Linked DNA regions of Mus musculus: all the other regions are linked to region 2. Evidence: chromatin contacts called from public Hi-C data. All regions are on one chromosome and are shown on one strand. The core of a region is the stretch at or near the end of the contact, and the rest is flanking DNA. Distances in the headings are between cores, read along the strand shown.

Evidence for each region. A called contact is a pair of places that touch in the nucleus more often than the background predicts.
Region 1: a Hi-C map of cerebral cortex shows a contact between it and region 2, with 3 times the contacts expected there. The contact joins the enhancer-like site here to the promoter of St6galnac5 in region 2. A contact is called at or near these places in 4 of 39 promoter capture datasets (the C10 cell line, HPC-7-derived erythroid cells, embryonic stem cells and 1 more), 2 of 15 datasets of contacts at CTCF or cohesin (CD8 T cells and large pre-B cells), 3 of 484 Hi-C or Micro-C datasets (the N1E-115 cell line, cerebral cortex and nephron progenitors) and 3 of 9 other capture datasets (adipose tissue, liver and macrophages).
Region 3: a contact with region 2 is called in a Hi-C map of cerebral cortex, with 4 times the contacts expected there. The contact joins the enhancer-like site here to the promoter of St6galnac5 in region 2. A contact is called at or near these places in 1 of 39 promoter capture datasets (second pharyngeal arch cranial neural crest), 2 of 484 Hi-C or Micro-C datasets (cerebral cortex and nephron progenitors), 2 of 115 datasets of contacts at active chromatin or transcription factors (embryonic forebrain and forebrain) and 2 of 9 other capture datasets (liver and pancreatic islet).
Region 4: a contact with region 2 is called in a Hi-C map of hematopoietic stem and progenitor cells, with 1.5 times the contacts expected there. The contact joins the enhancer-like site here to the promoter of St6galnac5 in region 2. A contact is called at or near these places in 3 of 39 promoter capture datasets (the 3T3-L1 cell line, the HPC-7 cell line and liver), 8 of 484 Hi-C or Micro-C datasets (CD4 T cells, CD8 T cells, LSK cells and 4 more), 5 of 115 datasets of contacts at active chromatin or transcription factors (CD8 T cells, the HPC-7 cell line, embryonic hindbrain and 2 more) and 2 of 9 other capture datasets (adipose tissue and liver).

What each region holds. Positions count from the first base shown.
Region 1 is chr3:152,866,911-152,870,037 of GRCm38.p6, reverse strand. The region is part of intron 2 of St6galnac5 (ST6 (alpha-N-acetyl-neuraminyl-2,3-beta-galactosyl-1,3)-N-acetylgalactosaminide alpha-2,6-sialyltransferase 5); the gene reads left to right. Among named protein-coding and RNA genes, the nearest start is that of Gm46830, 31 kb to the left of the region's middle. Within about 2 kb of position 1,762, at least 21 of the 459 cell types and tissues checked have an H3K27ac peak or open chromatin away from gene starts, as enhancers often do. A contact at or near this core is called in cerebral cortex, where this site is marked.
Region 2 is chr3:152,980,726-152,983,904 of GRCm38.p6, reverse strand. It overlaps St6galnac5 (ST6 (alpha-N-acetyl-neuraminyl-2,3-beta-galactosyl-1,3)-N-acetylgalactosaminide alpha-2,6-sialyltransferase 5), which reads left to right and starts at 1,695. Exons shown (of 5, transcript NM_012028.5): 1 at 1,695-1,902; 2 at 2,605-2,847. The coding sequence starts at 1,888. All of the region lies in intron 3 of Gm46830 (a long non-coding RNA gene), which reads right to left.
Region 3 is chr3:153,103,974-153,107,314 of GRCm38.p6, reverse strand. The region is part of intron 1 of Gm52620 (a long non-coding RNA gene); the gene reads right to left. Among named protein-coding and RNA genes, the nearest start is that of Gm52620, 27 kb to the right of the region's middle. Within about 2 kb of position 1,519, at least 7 of the 459 cell types and tissues checked have an H3K27ac peak or open chromatin away from gene starts, as enhancers often do. A contact at or near this core is called in cerebral cortex, where this site is marked.
Region 4 is chr3:152,910,571-152,913,874 of GRCm38.p6, reverse strand. All of the region lies in intron 2 of St6galnac5 (ST6 (alpha-N-acetyl-neuraminyl-2,3-beta-galactosyl-1,3)-N-acetylgalactosaminide alpha-2,6-sialyltransferase 5), which reads left to right. All of the region lies in intron 2 of Gm46830 (a long non-coding RNA gene), which reads right to left. Among named protein-coding and RNA genes, the nearest start is that of Gm46830, 12 kb to the right of the region's middle. Within about 2 kb of position 1,359, at least 116 of the 459 cell types and tissues checked have an H3K27ac peak or open chromatin away from gene starts, as enhancers often do. A contact at or near this core is called in CD8 T cells, the HPC-7 cell line, adipose tissue and 2 more, where this site is marked.

The DNA.
Region 1 (3,127 bases), core at 513-3,012, 110 kb after region 2:
ATGTCACAGAATCACCCGACGAGCATGAAGGGAACAAGACACCCCATCCAAGTGTCCATTTCATGAACTGTCACTAGGAAAAACTGAAGGGTAAGAGATGCGATTGGAGTCTCCAGCTCCCATACCGGAAGGAAACACTGGGTTTGGGGGCGGGGCTTGATGCAACAGGAAGTCTGCTGGGCGTTGTTTCCTTGAGCACCAGGATGTCGGTGGAGTGGAATAGATGTGGTTCCACAGGCTATGAAAATGGCAGTCTTATTCTCCAATCAGTGTGGGTTTAGGGGTGAAAATTACGAATGCCCCCAGAAGCTATGAAGGCAGGACAAGTGTATGAGACTGGCCAGGAGAGGGTCCGGGGCACTGGGACAAACACCTGATCCGCAGGCAGTAAACCTGCTGCTGGGTCCCACGGGGCTATGAACACCAGGGATATCACCCTGTGGAGGCTCTGAGGCTTTGATGGAAGCAAGATGGCCTTACGCTTGTGTGAATTGCTCAAACCACTGTTTTTATCATGTATAGGGTGAGAGAAGGTCCTTTAGGGAAGACTTGGTAAATCCCCACTGTGTAGGAAGCTGCAAAGACCCTGTGCAGAAGCACTCCCGCCTAGTGGGGAGAGCCTGTGACTTTCTAACCCACAGTGTCCACTGCTAGGACAGACCCTGCCTTCATTTGTAAAGCAAAAGGCTTGACTCACCCTAAACTCTTCCAATCTTAATCCTGATTATAGATACATACACATTGTAAAACTCCCGTGATACCTCATCAAAGATGCCCGTCAGCTGGGGCAGTATTTGTTTTGCTTTCGATTGTAGATTTCCCTTCCCTTAGACAACATAAGAGAGAAAGAAGAGTCTATCAGACGGCCTTCTCCTCTTTTCTGTTAGTATACAAAATAAAAGAAATAGTTGACTTAAGATTTTTTTAAAATGCTCAGTTTTGAATGTCTGTGGTCATGGTACCTTCCTGCTCTTGGGCTTGGAGGGAGGAAGTCCTGCGTGGCATAACACGTAACCGAGAAGCCACCCATCTCTCCTGTCAGCTGAAAATCAACGAGAGAATAGGAAGAGTTAGATACCCAAGAGTCTCCTCAAGAGTATGCAACCAAAGACCCTATCCCCTCAGGGTTCCTCAGACTGCCACCAGTTATGAGTAGTTAGTTCTATAAGCTTCGGACCAAACTTCAGACCAAGCCACACCACACACACACACAAACACTTGCATTCACACATAATTAACTAATTATGATGTCCTGCATTGGCCATGTGTCGAATATTCTTGGAAATCATTTGACTTCTTGTCTTGGGATGACAATTAGGAAAAGTGACATGGCTGCCCCAGGTTGAACACTGGTGAACACTAGCCATGGGTCCTTCCCTGCCACCTGGGTCCTTCCCCCTCATCTGGGTCCTTCCCCACACCTGGGTCCTTCCCCCTCACCTGGCTCCTTCCCCCTCAGCTGGGTCTTCCCCCTCAAGTGATCACTGGCGTTAGTCCCCTATCACTTTCTAATGTCTGATTTTACAGGCTTCCAGAAGGCAGAGACTTCAGAGCCACCCTGACTTACAGGACAGCAAAGAGATCACTTGACAGATGAGTGTGACATGTCAGAAGGGAGCCAGGGACGCAGGCTAAGAAAAGACTTGGGCGGCCCTGGCTCTGCCAACTGGACAGATGGCTTCTTCAAAGCCCCCGGGAAACAGTGAAGCCACATTAATTCTCCTGAGCTTCTGGGAGGAGAGCAAGCCACCCCTCCTTAAACTGTTCCATTGTGTAGAAATTGCATCCTCTGGGTGACAGGGCAGAGGGCGGATCCACCCAGACATTCCCAATGTCATTTATTAGGGGCAATCTTGGTGTCACAGAACATTGAAAGGCGTGTTATTTTCTCCACATAGGACCTATGAAAGAAGAAAGAGGTCTGCTTTGTCAGCTGAGTGGAGAGAGGGGACATAGGGTTTGCTGTCACCACAGAAGTGCTTGGTGACACTCGACAGGAGTAAGCTTTGTTCTCCTGTTTCCATTCTTATGACACTGAGATGGAAATTGCTTCCAAAGGGAGAACGGAAGTTATGGAAGCTTGCATCTTTATAAGTGTAGGAGTAGCGAGTCAGAAGCAGTTTGAGCAGACCATCTGGAGCGTCAGCCAGCCCCACCCTGCTGGAACTTTCACACCGAGCTTGCAGGTGACCCAGCTCTGTGGACAAGTCAGGCCTACGCACTTGGTTCTCTGTAGTCTATAAGTAGTAGAAGGTTCCAGAAATGTCTGTCCTGATTTCAATTGCAGCCTTTAGGGTGTGCATTCCCTTCTGCTGGAAACCAGCCTGGACACCCTGTTGACTCAGTCAGTGGTTGTTGAACGTTCTTTGATCCAAGCATGGTAGTATGTGACCAGAATCCCAACAACTAGAGAAGGTGAGGCAGGCTGATCACCAGTCCCCATGAGTTTGAGACCAGCCTAGGCAACCTAGCATGGTGTTTTGTCACCCAAATAGAAGGATGTGACAAATCCTCATAGCCACAGGAATTTAGGAGTGTCTGGTGTGTCATGTTATCTGTCCAAATTCTTACCTTATTATTCCATCTCTGTAAACAGAAAGGTCTTACACTCAAGTTACAGATATTCGCACATGCTGGCCAGTGTAACACTTCAGCACAAACATCTAGACAATATTCTGCATTAAAATACTGTTAGACCGAGTTCATAGCACTAAAATAATGCAAGACATTGAGCCAAGGATCTGAATTTTGCCGATGATGAACTAACAGTCCTGATAAGACTGGAGGGGGCTATGTCAACAATTAGACAGGTATGGTCTTCTTCGTAGTCCTGATTGCATTGAAGAAAAGTGTCTTTCAGAGGATTACCCTGTCTTCACATTTAAAATGACCTTAATATGGTTCTGAGAGGCCCTAGAGTGTGAGGAAGTTACAACATTTTGTTTGTTTGTTTGTTTGTTTGATCTTCCTTCCTGTTGCAGATGTGTAGTCTGGGGAAGGGTAGAGGTTTATGTCAGTTACTTCAGGTAGCATTCAAACTTCCCCAAGCTTGGTGAAAACCACAGGAGTCATAGGTTTGTAATTACAACTTCTAAGAGCTGACCAGATGCAGCAAGGCGGGCCTCAG
Region 2 (3,179 bases), core at 446-2,945:
TGACCAGCTAACTGCCATCCCAGGAGGAGGGAAAAATCATAAGCTTAATGAGTCTGGTCAGACACACCGTGTAACAGATGTCCAATGTGCCGCCATGAGCTTAAGTCATAAATACGATGTCTCTCTTTGGCAGCGCAGAATATATGAGAAGTGTTTTATCGGTTGCTGGGCAGCTTGCTAGACGGAGGAGAACAATCTGAGGAAGGCAGGGGCTTCGTCTGGCTGCATCTCGAAAGCCGTGTTGGAGAAACACAGATAATCTGCTTGCAATGATTCATCAAGTTGGTCCTTTGTTTCATTAATTTGAGTGTCAAGTGCAGCCATACAATAAAGAATTGCCAAGACCCGATAAGATTCTCCTCTGCCTGCTGCCTTGCCTGTCCAGACAACGGGCACTATTCATGCCCACAGCACACATTGAATAAATAGCTAACCGCACTGCTGGCAGTATCGGATAGTATTTCCAATTTTTGTGTTTTCCTCGAAAGGCTCCATGGTGTGTGCTTCTGTCTCCTGGATGCTCATTACTGAACCAATAATTTTAACTTTGTTAATAGAGTTTGGACATGGGCCTCATACGTTAAAAATAGTCCCCGTTGTGCCATCCATCCAGCGGTAGATTAGAGAAGATTAAAGGGGGAGTTGCAAGGGCTCTCACTGTGCCTGCCCATGGTTCAGGTGGCCTGCTGATCGTTCTTAATGTGATCTTCAACCTCACACGGCTACATGTACAGTGTTAAGAGAGACATTAAGACGACTATGTTCACTGAATAATGTCACGTGGCTGAAATACGTTTTCAGCTAAATTAGAGGTTTAACAAATGCTTGCTCTAATTAGATGTAGGGACAAGAGCATACTTAGAGCAGGCTACTGATCTGAACTCAGCACTGAACAATGATCCAGCTTTTAACTGGAATCCAGGTCCTGATTGTGAAAGTATACGCCACCAGTGCCCCAGACAGCAGGAGGGACGAATCACAGCCTTCAGGATCCTAGGATGCGAGATCACTTTTTATCTTCAACAGCTAATATTTCTTCACTGACATTAGGAAGACTCTACAGTTCACGGTTAATCACATGAATGGGATGCACCGAGTGTTTCCAAAACTTTAAAATCATTTAAATGAGCACCAGGGACTTCGCAGGTTGAGTAGAAATATAAATTGTGTTCTTGGGAGCAAATGATGAATGAAGCCATTTGCATGGAAGGGTACGGTCCAAGGGAAGCAGGAGACTAATGATTTGTCAAAGCAGAATTAGGGAGGGAAAGGACATTTGAAAACAACTAGAAATTATTACAGCGGCGTAATTTTTAAGGAAAACAATCCCATGATCACATTTGCCAGGCTGTAAACACAAATGCAAATTTAAAGAGATCGATTGACATTTGGGAGGCTAACTTGTTTCTTTATTAAAATCACAAACCTGAAAATTTAGTAAATTTTCAAATGGCTACCGTGTTCAGGATCAAACTGGATTCTGCGTCCTTTTAACTTGACAGCCCCATTCAAAGATAATAAATCTTCAAACTAAGGAATGGGTGCACCTTTATGGTAACAGTCTTGCCCCAGAAATTCCACTTCACTGAGAAGATGGTTTGGGGGTTGGGAGGGGGACTGCAGAGGACTCTAGGACCCAGCAGGCGGCGGCAGGCGGCAGTGTGTGGATCGCTAAGACTCGGAGGGTCCGGCTCAGTTTTAATTCTCCTCTAATCTCTGCAACAGCAGCGCTTCCCGGTCCCGCGGCTCCTGCTCCCGCTCAGCTGCCGTCACTGCCAGGTGAGCATCTGAGCAGCCTCCGCCCCATCACCCACCATGGACAACCTCCAAGAAAAAGTGGCTCCGGACGCGCTTGCCTGAGAATTCCGCACAAAAGAGGAGCCCAAAATGAAGACCCTGATGGTGAGTCTGTTGTTCCAACTCTGCCAAGCAGAGGCAAAGACCCCTGGGATTCTGGGTCTCCTAGACCGTTGGGGAAGCCTCTCCGGGTATCTATCTCTGTGCCAAGAGGTCACCTGTCATTGGTGACAACTTTCTACCTGGCTTGGAATCCGGGATGGGCGCTAGGGATGCCTGGGCTCCTGGATCTTTAGCGAGTGATCCAAGGGGCGACTGGAGAGCAGAGGAGCAGGCTGACCTCTCCAGGGATGGAGGGTGTCCCACTGTGACCGCTGGGCACAAACTCAGAGGGGCGGGGAGGAAGCACCATCTTTGACTTTCTTGGTTTTCTTGTCGGATTTCAAACTTAGCGGGGATCTCTGCAGGAAGCCTCAGGGGGGCGAGAAGAGAGGGTGTTTGGAGGGCTGGAATCCGAGCAGCTTAGGTGGAGTCTAGATCCTCCTTCCCAAAGTACCCTGGGCGGACGCGCTCACCCTTGCACTGGTCACCGCGCGCCACCTGCCCTCCACTGTGAGACGCGGGCTGTGAGCAGCGATGCAGGAGCATCCCTGACGGGTGCGCAAGACCGTGTCACCTCTGCTCTCTGGCTGCTGGGAAGGCTGGGGCGGATGCTCCGGACTTGTGCTTGGTGCCAATAAGGAGCCAAGCTTCCCTGGTGCACCCTGAGCCACTGTCTTCTGCTCTCTCTCCCCCGCCCGCCTGCAGCGCCATGGTCTGGCAGTGTGTTTAGTGCTCACTACCATGTGCACCAGCTTGTTGCTCGTGTACAGCAGCCTCGGCAGCCAGAAGGAGCGGCCCCCGCAGCAGCAGCAGCAGCAGCAGCAGCAGCAGCAGGCGGCAACCGCGACTGGCAGCACGCAGCTTGTGGAGAGCAGTCCCCAGCCACGTAGAACCGCCCCCGCAGGACCCCGGCAGCTCGAAGGATACCTCGGTGTAGCAGACCACAAGGTGACAGCTTGTGCGCCGTCCTTCCCACCCGCCGCTCAGCCTGGGCACTCTGTACCCCTGATCCTTCCTCCTTCCTGGGGTAGTGAGCCACCAGAGCAGCTGTTAGTTTGGGGGAGCAGGAAGGTGGTACACCAGTTAGGGCAGGAAGGGCTGCATGCTAGTTGTGACTTTCTATTCCAAGAAGGATGCAAAGTTTATCAGGGAATAGGAATGATGTGAGTGGATCCTGAACCCCATCGGTCCTGGTCTAGAATCCGGACACCCGGTAATAGCAGCTGCAGATGGATGTTCAGTTTCTGGAGCCTGGTATTTTCCAGCCAAGCCCTGCGGGG
Region 3 (3,341 bases), core at 270-2,769, 120 kb before region 2:
ACCTGGTACTTCCATATGACCTTCAAATATGACCTTCAAAGGCTACATAGAGTGCCCAGGTTCCTGGCAGCCCCTGCATCACTAATCCCATACATACATTATTTTTTGCTTAGTGAATAGATGCTGAAGGGGAATTCTGATAGCAAGGCTTGCTCATATCACTCAGGCCATTACTGACCTGGACCTAACAGGCAGAGCCTCATGGGAAAAACCTCAATGACAAAGTCTTACCTCTTAGAGAAGAGATTTGGACTGTTCTCTCAGCATTCCTTAGAGTTCCCAGTCCACTCTCAGATAACTTGGTCTATACTGTTCTCTTGCAGCTCAAAGTCTGTCTATTCATATTCTACTCAGATCAACTTTGTAATTTTTGGCAGTGGCCGAGGCATTGACAGAGGTATGCAAAGATTAATGTATAAAAGTAACATATCCGCTTGATTTAATTCTCATCTCATAGGCTTACTGCCTCCATCTGCTAACCTTGGCCTAGTCCTGGAAGGTTCTAGCTTCCATACAATGTAAACTAGGCCTAGAATGTTTTCAGCCTCTGAGACTCCTGAATAAGCTCTTTCCTTTCTAGTTCCTTCTGTTCTCTGGTTGGCTGACTCAACTCCGCTGTTCTGGCTCAAACTTCTCTCCAAGCTAACTGATTCAATCTGGCTTCTCTCTTGGCCTCTGACTTTTTTCTCTCTGCTTGGCCACTAATTCTGGCAATCTGTTCTAATCTTCTGGCTTCTTCTCATTCTCTGGCTTGATCTGTCTTCACCTGTGCCTAGTTGTTCTCTCTTCAACCTGTCTCTAGAAATCTTTCCTGGTAAAACTGCCTCCTCTCCTCTCGCTGCTGTCTCTTAAGGAGTCTCACTTTTCTGTCTGTTCTTGTGAGAGTTGTGTATACCCTATTCTGTCAACTCTTTCTCTGATTTGTCTATTTGTCTGCCACTCTATTAGATATCACTTTCAAACATGGGGGCTTCCTTCCAAAAACTAATTTTACCTTTATTGTTTGGTATTAAAGATGTGTGCTAAGGCTGAGCCTCACTACAACTAGGAACAGCTTTTTCCAGTAAACAACACCATCTTGGGGTTCACAGTTGTGATAAACTATCCTGCAACATGAATGAGCTATGGTGCATGCTCTCAAAAACTGATTCCAAGGTTTCTAAATATAATACAACACAAAGTAAAATTTATTTCAGTGGCATTTACAGGAAGAAGCCACAGAAGGACAGTGTTGGGAGCCTCAGGTAGTGCCACGTGACATTAGGATGCATGACTCCACTGAAAATAACAGCTGATTCTGACTTACAGGAGGGGAGAGTGGATTCAATAACAGGGTACAGAGTATTGTTTAAAATTCTGGGAGAGCCGGGCATGTTGGCTCCACCGACTACAGCATGTCCAAAATCACACAATGCAAAGATGTTCTGATGAAGCCAGCAGAGCGGGCACAGAGTCTGTGATGAGTTCTTCCAACCAATCCAGAACCAGCCTCTCTGCCTCTGAAAACTGGCTGCTGCCTCTCTCCAGAGAAGTGTGGGCACAGCCCTGCAACACAGCCCTGCTCTGTCCCTTGCCAGCAGGCAGCTCCGAGCACGCTCTGGCTGTCTCTCTTTGCCAAAGAACAGATCATACATCCATACCTTGGCCTCCAAGTTTGGGGAAACAATTGTGTTGTTTTCAGTTTCTCTAATTAAAAGCTATCTTTTCTGACAATCAGATTGGACACACATATACATACCCACACTCACACATTCTAAAGTATGTTCAGACATCAGGGTGGGCAGCATTCAGTGAACTAGTTCACTCCATTGATCAAGTTGTATTGGCAACCCAGCTGAAGGGGAGGAGATCTTTGATGTGATCAGCCCATTTTGGCCCCAGTGTCCACTTCCATTTGTTCAATGAGATAATGGCTTGGTTTTTTATCACTTATTCCCATCCTGTGGTCTCTTTTATCTTAGAACATTTTGCAGTCTCCCGTAGTGAGCTGGTCTAATCCTGGATGCTCAAATTTATTTAATCATGATATTTTTTTTATTTGTGCCCAGGAATATAAACAAGGCTTTATTAAAAGAGTCAATCTAACTTAAGTGGTGGTGGGGAGGGATAATTCTTTTAAATTAGAAGATAGTGTGGGAGAAAAGTAGGTTTTATAGCTTGTGTTTTCAAAAGGACAACTGGGTATAATACTTTAGAGGTGTGTGGTTCCTCTCACAAGTAGGATTCCTATGAACTATTGATTTAGATGCAGTGTAATCAACCATTTTTTTCTGGTAATAATCAATAGAAAGACAATAAACATGATAATATAGAATTATTTGGGGTCAAGGAACAAAGAAGAAATTCTCCCCACGCATTTAGCAAGCTGCTGTGGACCAGGACTTCCCCCAAAGGGCTCCGATTCACTAACAGACACCCCTTTAATTTCTTCTGACCACCAAGTAAGAAGCTTCGAGTAATTAAGTGGGATTTAAAGCAAACGGTCACAAAGCACAGTGCGTGCTCTGAGCTTCAGACTCTTACAGCTGTGGTCACCTGATGTTGTAACAGGACTCTGTAGAATATAAAGCCCTACGTATCTGTCCACCCATCCCAGTTCCCATTCCAATAGCCCTGCTGTAGCCACAGGCACACAGACAAATGGCCAGGGGCTACATTTTTACCAGCAAGCCACCATCTAATCTATCACAAATTGAATGTCAGGCCAAGCTCTGCAGGGTAAGGCACTTCCCCCCAAACCTGATTACCTCAGTTGGATTCCCAAGACCCACATCATAGAATAAGAAAACCAATTCCTGTATGTCATCCTCTGACCTCTATATGCCTGCAGAGGTGTGTGCACCTATGTGAGCATGCACTCACATGTATGCACACACGTAAGCACACACATGTACATGCATATACACATATGCGCAGGCACACACTCACATGCACAAAATAAACACAAGAGTTTTTAAAAAATTGTATGCCATGAGTACAGTTTCATTCTATTTCTCTGTCTGTGGATTCCTATCCTTTCTCACAGACCTCTGGCCTTGTGCTCATGCTTGCCTCTCTAGCTCTGGAGCCCTGGTCTACACTCAGTGGTATCCCCACTCAGCAACTGGAGAGCCTTCTGGAATACTGGTTCCCTCCCCCTCCCCTCCCCTCCCCTCCTCTCCCCTGTGTGTTCTTTGTGTGTATATTTGGATTTAGACTCATCTGGTTTTTAATTTTGTACTTAATTTTTTACTCACTGAGTAACAAAGTCCTCAGGAAGTTATTTGACCCTTCTATGCTTTGGCCTCTACATCTTAAAATGAAAAATAATTCTTTTCAACATGGAAATTACGGATTAAATG
Region 4 (3,304 bases), core at 110-2,609, 70 kb after region 2:
TATGCCTGGTGCCCAAAGAGGCCAGAGGAGGCCATCAGAACCCTGGACTGGAGTTAGAAATGGTTGAAAGCCACTGTGTAAGTACTGGGAACTGAACTCGGGTTCACGGAAAGAGCAACAAGTGCTTTCAACCACAGGGCCATCTTTCCCGCCCCAGAATTTGTTAATTTTTTAAAATTTCATTATAATTACCCAAAGTTTGGGATGAATACATTTCATACCTCCAGATTAATAATAATGTAAAAGTCCCCAGCCTAACAGCAATGACTTGTAGCTTTTAAAAATACCTCAACTATATCTGAAAATAAGCAAAAATTAATCTCTCTGAGATGACTGAAATGCCGAGCTTATCAGGGTTACGAAAACAGTTTAAAGCGTTGACAGTTCACAGCGCAAAACCATCCAGTGTTTAAAGTTTCATTTTCATCCTTAAAACTTCTTCTTGTATCCACTTAAAGAGAACGGAGATGACAGAAGCTCAGGGAACTCCGAGCAGAATGGAGCGTAAGGGGACACACCCACTTCCCCACCAACCATCTGCCCAGAACCAGTGCATTTGCACTCCCAAACCAGACAGCCAAGAGGACACAGCGGTCAGAATCCAGCCTCCGTGCTCTCCTCAGATGAGGTGGGCTTTGTAGACTAGAATAAAAAGCCAGGGTGGGGTAGGTAATGATTCGGTTACAAATAAGGCCCAAGGGGTAGAGTTGTCTTTGCACTGTAGACCAGAGTCATCAGACAGCCCTTTCCCATATGGTGGTAGCCTGTGAGGTTGCTGTGGAAGAGCTGGACATTAGCACCAGGCATGTCAGCAAGCCCAGGTTCATAAGTGACTTACGACACTCACTCTCACAGTCTACTGATGGAGAAACAACTCAGTCACCTGACCCCAAATGAGCAAGGAAGATTCCAGAGCGATATAGGGGATTTGATGGTTACCAGGCTCCGCCATGGGAGACTTCCTGTCTCCCCCGTGGTCAACCTGCCTCAGCACTTATCGGTGTTCCTCCCTCAGGTACACTGTGGGCCTCAGACCCTGCAGTAGCCATGTCTCTCCAAAGAAAAGAAAATTCCAGAGAAAAGGAGACAGAAGAAAAACACCGGCTTACGCACAATGCCCCAACAGAATTGCAGGCTGGTACTTCTACTTAAGAGCAAGAAGTCAGAGGAAGAAAAGCACAGTGAGAGGCGGAACCACTGAACCACAAATTCGTGCTTACTCTACTGAAATGAGAATACAAGCGAGAAAAGCTTTCTCCTCCCCCCTCCCTGCCCCGCCCCACTCGACTAGCCTATGCAAGTGTGAGAGCATAGACTCTCCACTGGCCTGATCATCACGTCTTACAGGGCTCCGACTGCTGAGCCAATTCACGTTCTACTGCGTCTTCTGTGGCATGTAGTCACCGACACACGACGCCTTCTGGGCTCATCCAACCAGCTTTCTGAAAGCCTCCCAGGTGCCAGGCCTCATGCCGACTTGTTCCCGGGACTGTCCTCTCACAGAGCTGGTGTCAAGGGAGGGGCCCCTGAGTCATGACAGGAAACACATTTCAGGAAACACAACCACATTCTTTGTCTCCCATGACCTGCCACCACAGGGTGCTGAGTAGGTCCTTAAGCACAAGAGAAAAAGACCTCGAGCACCAGTTGCTCCCGTTCTAGGATTCTGCAACACACAGCCTAATGACAACAGCTTTGCTCTTCACACAGGAGTGAAGAATTAGAAAGTGTGTTTCTCTCCCCAAGCTCCCGTCAACGCTTTCCCCAACAGTCTTGATCAATCAGACCTTATTTCAGGACTGGGGGCCAGAAGGGTTAGAAGGTTCTACATGCTGCCTATTTGGGGCTCACTTTTGTCTTCGTCCCTTGTGGATGGTCCTGGGGAAGGTGGGACACATTTTCAGCTGGGTTTCCAGAACCTATGCTGTCCATGCCAAATTCTACTTCTAACTCTGTGACCTTGTAGCTGTCCTCTGGTCTCTCTGAGATGAAGTTCCCTCATGTGTAAAATCAAATGTTTAGACTAGACAAGGGCTCTTCCAACTGTAACCGTGTGGTTCTGGCATCTGTCTCCCTGCCTCTGTAATTGAGGCCACTGGTCCCGTGACCTGAGGTGTCTGCAGGGAGGATGAGTTGGAGAAGTGTCACTAGGTTGATCAGCTGGAGAGGCGTCCCTCCCACAGAATCAGCTAAGAGAAAAACCATCAGGTGTGTCCCCTCTGTAACTCTCCGGCATTGCATTTTCCTCTCAAAATGCCCAAACAGCCATTGAGATCATAAACTGAAGGCCATAACCATTCTATAGTCAGCATTTGCCAAAGTGCAGTGGCCCTATATCTGTGCACTCACCAATACATCTCCAAGATGGCCGAGTAGTCCACACTGAGCCCGAGTCCATGGGCCTGTCACTGAGAGCCCAGATCAAACTGAGGGACCTGACTCAAAACAGCAATGTGCAATCATAGTCTCAATCATAGGAGTGCAGAGAGGCTCAGCCCTGTCCCCAAGTCCATACCCATCTGACTAACCCAAGGTCATGCACACAGGCTCAAGGTCACGGACAGAGGTGAGAGAGATATTGCATCTCTGACTTCCAGGCCAGGTCCTCCACCAGGCTACACCAGATATTCATGGGCATACAGGAACCTAAAACTCTGTCAGTATAGTGACAGTGACATGCTCACGATAGTGCTGATGATTGTCATTGTATATACAGTACAGGTGTACTAACTGTACTTCACACAGATTGTAGTTCATCAATTGCATGTATAACTTTTTAGTATTATTCACAACTTACAGACAAGAGAGCAGAGGGTGCAAGAGATAACTAACTAGCATTCTTTGATGATAGATTATTAGACTAGTCTACTGAGCCAGACCTCTTAAAGTTTCTACTGTATACAGGCAATAAATTAGTGATTCTGATGAAATTTAGAGCCAAATTTTCTCCCAAAGAAATGACAGTGTTATATGACAAAAGCAGCAAACATGAGTTATATAATATGGTGAGGGAGACGCGGAACCTACGTTAGGAGATAAGACTGCATTGGAAAGCTGGTGACAGACAAGACAGGGGAGGAAAACTGGGATGGGTCTTAAAACAGTAGGCTCAGAGGTTAATTAAAATCAGGGTTGAAAGGTCAAAATGAGCCTGAAGATTTCAAACCCCATGGGGGCGGGGAGGCCACATAAGCTGCTGCTGCTGGATGTGGGGACAGAGAAAACAAACATGTAGTGTTAGAAAGAGATTGATATGACCATCTATCTCATGAAGCATCTTCCAAAAAGAAATATCTTGCATCAA